Linked DNA regions of Sus scrofa: region 1 is linked to region 2. A link is a contact called in public Hi-C data. All regions are on one chromosome and are shown on one strand. The core of a region is the stretch at or near the end of the contact, and the rest is flanking DNA. Distances in the headings are between cores, read along the strand shown. Region 1 holds the start of MOGS (mannosyl-oligosaccharide glucosidase). Region 2 holds the start of LOC100513982 (retinol dehydrogenase 12-like).

Region 1 (2,837 bases), core at 80-2,579, 46 kb before region 2:
CCACTCGGATCCCATGTTGCTGTGGCTCTGACATAGGCCGGTGGCTACAGCTCTGATTACACCCCTAGCCTGGGAACCTCCACATGCTGCCGGTGCAGCCCTAGAAAAGGCAAAAAGACAAAAAAAAAAAAAAAAAAAAGGTAATGTTGACACTTCTTGGCCAGTGTGAGGTGCAGACGCTGCCTCCTTGCTACCTACTTCCTACAGCCTTCCCTGACCTGGATATAAAATTACCTTTGCTTCCTGGATTGTAGAAAAGGGGGTGGGGGTGGGAAGTACATGCATCACCACTATGGTCCTTTTAGGGTTCATCTAGATAATTAATTCTAGACTGTGTGGAGATACTACCTATCTAAAGTCACAGGGACGCTTAGAGACACTGCTGGAACAGTTCTTAGGCTTCTTCCTGGGAACACTCCATTAGGCAAGAAGGCATGGGTGTGGACTATATGATGCAGCCTGATTCAGTTATAGCTAAGCTCCAAGCTAAACACTTCCTAGCTCTGTGGCCAGGGCCAAGTTATTTGAACTTTTTTTTTTTTGTCTTTTTGCCTTTTCGAAGGCCACTTCCTGCGGCATATTTCCCAGGCTAGGGGTCGAATCAGAGCTGTAGTCACCGGCCTACGCCAGAGCCACAGCAACTCGGGATCCAAGAGCCGTGTCTGCAACCTACACCACAGCTCAAGGCAACGCCGGATCCTTAACCCACTGAGCAAGGCCAGGGATTGAACCCGCAATCTCATGGTTCCTAGTCGGATTCGTTAACCACTGCGCCACGACGGGAACTCCACTTGAACTTTCTAAGCCAGTTTTCTGCCACCTGAGAGGGGTGATGTGGGGAGCAGTTAAATGTTTTTGTTTTGTTTTTAAGGCTGCAACTGTGGCAGATGTAAATTCCTAGGCTAGGGGTTGAATCAGAGCTGCAGCTGCAGAGGTACACCACAGCCACATCAACACCCATCCAAGACGCATCTGGGACCTACTGGGCGCCAGACGCTTAACCCACTGATTGAGGCCAAGGATCGAACCCGCATCCTCTCATGCCAGGTTCTTAACCCACTGAGCCATAAGGGAAACTCCCAAGGTGTTTCGTTTTTGTTTTTGTAGGAACAGTTAAATGTAAAACACTCAGGATAGCGTCTCAGGCTCTTAATATACAGTCGTTATTAAAAGAAAAAAAAAAAGAAATGCGAGATTGGTTTTTCCTACTAGCCTGTGAACTCCATGACAACGCCAGATAATCGCCCATCAGTGAAGGCGGCCCAGCGGGCCCACTCCGGGGATGGCAGTTCCGGGCTGTGGGGCTCAGCCTGACGTGGCGGGGCGGGACTTCCGGCGAGAGAAGGAAGCGGAGCGGGAGGCACCGGCCGGCAGGTGCCGCTGACAGATCAGTGGTCGCCCGGCGCGGCGCGGGAGCGGAGGCGAGGCAGGACCCCGGCTCCGTTGCCGCTTCTCTGGGCGCCCTCGACCCTGACCTCCGTGCCAGGATGGCTCGGGGCGAGAGGCGGCGCCGCGGGGCGCCGGCGGACGGAGCGCGGACCGCTGAGAGGGCGGCTCGAGGCGGCCCCGCGCGACGGGATGGCCGAGGCGGCAGCGCCCGCGGCGCAGTTCGGGGGGTGGCTCTGGCGGTCCTGGTCCTATCTCTGGTCCTGGGCCTGTCGGGATCCTGGCTGCTGGCTTGGCACCGTGTGCGGCGGGCGGTCACGCTGCACTCCGCGTCCCCGGCGCTGCCTCCCGACTCTTCCAGCCCTTCTGTAGCTCCGGACCTCTTCTGGGGGACCTACCGCCCTCACGTCTACTTCGGCATGAAGACCCGCAGCCCGCAGCCCCTCCTCACCGGTAACCTGGACCTGGGGCGGGCAGGCACGCGGGCACTTAATCTGGGCGCCCCAGCTTCGCGCCAGAGCCAGGGTGGTGAGGAGCGGATCAGGAGACTTACGAAGAGGGATAACCCTGGAGTTCTCAGCGACCCAGAGGGATAGGTCCTCTGCATGCTCTTTGACTTACGTGGCCCTTCTACCCCCAGGACTGATGTGGGCGCAGCAAGGCACCACCCCAGGGACCCCTAAGCTCAGGCACACGTGTGAGCAGGGGGACGGCGTGGGTCCCTATGGCTGGGAGTTCCACGACGGTGTCTCCTTCGGGCGGCAACACATCCAGGATGGGGCCTTAAGGCTCACCACTGAGTTCGTCAAGAGGCCTGGGGGTCAGCACGGAGGGGACTGGAGCTGGAGAGTGACTGTAGAGCCTCAGGTCAGGGCCCGCAGGACACCCTTCCCCCAACCCAGCCTCCCTCCACCCTTCCTTTGCTGCCAGCAAAAACGGGATAAAGTGGGGGTTAATAGCAGGGGCTCTGAGTCCTGCTGCCTGGTTTGAATCTGTTGCCTGTATGACCATCTCTTGTTACTGTCTCTAAGCCTTGGTTTTCTTGTCTGTAAAATGGAAACCAAAACAGCACCTAACTCCCAGGATTGTAAGAATTAAAGGAAATGACATGCAGAGTTTTCAGCATAGTCCATGGCACAAAAGTACTATTATTTCCCAGAGAACCCTGTGCAAAGCTTTCTCTCATCCCCCTGGTGCTCACCCTCAGTGACTCTCAACACTGCCAAATGTTACATTGTTTACTAGGTTGCTTTTGCCTGGTGTCCCTTTCCCTTACTAAGGCTGATTCTCAGGGGCGAGACTGCTCACCTAATGCTGTGTTTTCTATCCTCCTTGGTCACCCAGGCCTCAGGTACGTCTGCCCTCCCTTTGGTGTCCCTGTTCTTCTATGTGGTAACAGATGGCAAGGAAGTCCTAGTGCCAGAGGTTGGGGCCAAGGGGCAGTTGAAGTT
Region 2 (2,700 bases), core at 170-2,669:
GCCGGTCCGCAAGCCCCCGGTCCCGACGTCCGCGTCTCCCCATCAGTATTCTACCCTCTCCCGCCTGGCGTTCCTTTCCGAGCCTTGGCCCCCGGCCGCAGACTCCAATTCCCCACTTTAAGCTCAGGCCTACCATCGCCAGGCTTTGGTTCAAAGCTGCCCTTCCCCAGTTCCAGGCTCCGCTTTCCCATCACACACTCGGTGCTCCCAGATGTGGCCCACAGTCCTAGTCCCAAACTATGGCCAGGTGCCAAGTGGCCCAGCGGCTGGGAAGGGGAGGCCGAATTGCTGGGCGAGCTGTGGGCCGGCCGCACCCGCATACCTCCTCAGGGCCTGGACCCTGGGTACCGGGAGAGCCAGGATCCTCACAAGTGGCCTCATCCCGCGCCCCAAGTTCTTGAGGCCACATCCCAGGTGATGTGGAAGCCGATGTTGCTGCCTGAAGCCTTAAAGTTGGCTCCTGGTGTGAGCATGTGGAACCCAACCACCCAGGAGCTGCTCAGCTCTGCTGAACCTCAACAGGAGGACAAAAAAGGCAGCACCTCTCCTCCCATCCACACAGGTGCCCCAGAACCACAGGTGACTGTGGCACAGATCGTGAACAACTCAACGCCCAAAATGTGGTCACTCCCCTTCAACCACCTGCTCCATTATGAGCCCTGAACCTCAGGCGGTGGGACTCCTACCCTCCTTCTGTCTACTTGCTGGAAATAAACACCTGAGTTGTCTTAGGAATTGGCCTGTGTCTCTGTCAGTTTCTTCCAAGTGTGTGTTCTCACTGAACTGGAGAGGTCAGGGATATAGAACATTGGCTCCAGGGGTAATTGCATGACTATGCTTAGGAGACTCTGCTTTAGGGCCAGAGAGGCTGAGGCATTCTAGAGAATCATCCCCCTCTCCACCAAGGAGCACATATAAGGGTTGCAAGTAGAGTCTGCCTCAGTTTAGAGAACTTAGAGATTGTCCTTCCACTAGGGGGGAGGAAGTGATTCAGGACATGAGGAATTTGGGAGATTCCTGGTGGTGTAGCGGGTTAAGGATCCCTTGTCCCTGTAGCAGCTCAGGTTGCTGCTGTGGCTCACATTCCACCCCTGGCCCAGGAACTTCTACATGCCATGGATGGTGGAGAAAAAAAAAAAAAAAAGACCTGAATTTGATTTCCAGTCTCTGGAGCTCTGTCAATTCACCTTAAAGTGCAAATCCAAGTTTCACTGGGAGGCAAATTTGAACCTATTCTGGGAAGCCCTGACTCTCCTGATCTTTGACTTGAACCAGCATTGGAGTGAGGCAATTGGGTAGCTAGGGAAAACAATTTAAGGAGGAATTCACTTTCACTTTCAAACGGGGTGCTTGAACACATCCAAGTATGCGTGCCTCCTTAAATTTTGTGCCTAGTACTCTACAACAACCTTTTGGCTAGTCCTTATTTGTTTTCCCACTCTCCCAGTGGGCAGCACTTCCAGTGGCAGGCCAGCATTCTCTGCCATGTCTCTGTGGTCTCTGCTCAGCAGCCCTGTCTGGGGTCTTGGCTTTGTCCTCCTCATTCTGGTCCCTCTGCTTAGACTAGGTGTACAGATCTGGTATAAGATCCATCTTTGGGACCTCCAAGGCTGCTCCACAGATCTGACTGGGAAGACAGCGGTGGTGACTGGAGCCAACAGTGGTGAGTGCTCTTCCAACCCTGACACCTCCCTAAGGACCCTAGCCTCCAACAGCCTCAACAGGGAGGGCAGGAGGAGGACCAGCACCCACTATCAGAAACTTTGTCCCCCCCCAACCCCCCTTGCTCCACTGTCCTCTGGTGACTCCCCAGACTAGCCTTCTCTGAAGCTGCCTTCCCACAGGCATTGGGAAGGCTGTGTCCCAGGAGCTGGCTCGTCGCGGAGCACGTGTGATCCTGGCCTGCCGTAGCCGTGAGCGTGGACAGGGAGCCCTGACTGAGATACAAGCAGCCACCAGGAGCAACCGCCTCCTGCTTGGTGGGGTGGACCTGAGCTCTATGGCCTCCATCCGGAGCTTTGTTCAGTGGCTTCTGCGAGAGTCTCCTGAGATACATCTACTGGTTAACAATGCTGGTGTCTCTGGTATGTGCCTTGATTTGCTTCCCCTCAACACATTTCTGGAGCCTCCTTTCTTGCTCAGGTATCCTCCAAGCCTAACCTGTACATCCCATGGAAATACTAATTCAGACACTATCCTAAAAAGTCTACCTTAAGTTATAGCCTCAAACATCATTGCCTCCATCTTCAGCATACATGCTCCTGTGGCATTTCCACTGAACCCCAATATATTCTCCCCAGATTTTGTCTTCCTCAGAGTTGTCACTCCATCACCCACCACCTACATTTTCATCTCCTTCCAGGATTCCCAAGAACACGTACCCCGGAGGGTCTTGATCTCACCTTTGCCACCAACTACATTGGGCCTTTTCTGCTCACAAATCTGCTCCAAGGTAAGGAAGGATGGGTGCTTACCTTCTGTGCTGCCCACGCTTCTCCATTCCCCCGGTGTTTTCGAGGCTTACTGTCTCACCTCTTTTCCCTTGGCACCTGGACACTTGCTGAGTGATGACCTCGGATGCTTTTCCTAGACACAACAGGGAACCCACCAGGCACCAGTCAGGATTAGAAGGCTGGTAATGGAATCACTCAGCCCCAGATATAACCAGTGAGAGGATATAAGATCGACATCCCACCTCTC

Evidence for each region. Hi-C and Micro-C count contacts between places; a contact is called where the count stands out from the background.
Region 1: a contact with region 2 is called in a Hi-C map of skeletal muscle, with 4 times the contacts expected there. The contact joins the promoter of MOGS here to the promoter of LOC100513982 in region 2. A contact is called at or near these places in 3 of 5 promoter capture datasets (fetal liver and liver), 25 of 47 Hi-C or Micro-C datasets (adipose tissue, alveolar macrophages, blood and 13 more) and 2 of 2 datasets of contacts at active chromatin or transcription factors (alveolar macrophages and skeletal muscle).

What each region holds. Positions count from the first base shown.
Region 1 is chr3:68,576,878-68,579,714 of Sscrofa11.1, forward strand. MOGS (mannosyl-oligosaccharide glucosidase) reads left to right here and starts at 1,330. Exons shown (of 4, transcript XM_003124990.3): 1 at 1,330-1,839; 2 at 2,027-2,253; 3 at 2,731-2,837. The coding sequence starts at 1,488.
Region 2 is chr3:68,622,691-68,625,390 of Sscrofa11.1, forward strand. LOC100513982 (retinol dehydrogenase 12-like) reads left to right here and starts at 1,420. Exons shown (of 6, transcript XM_005662442.3): 1 at 1,420-1,663; 2 at 1,845-2,084; 3 at 2,363-2,452. The coding sequence starts at 1,486. It overlaps C3H2orf81 (chromosome 3 open reading frame, human C2orf81), which reads left to right. Exons shown (of 4, transcript NM_001244876.1): 4 at 1-735. The coding sequence ends at 663.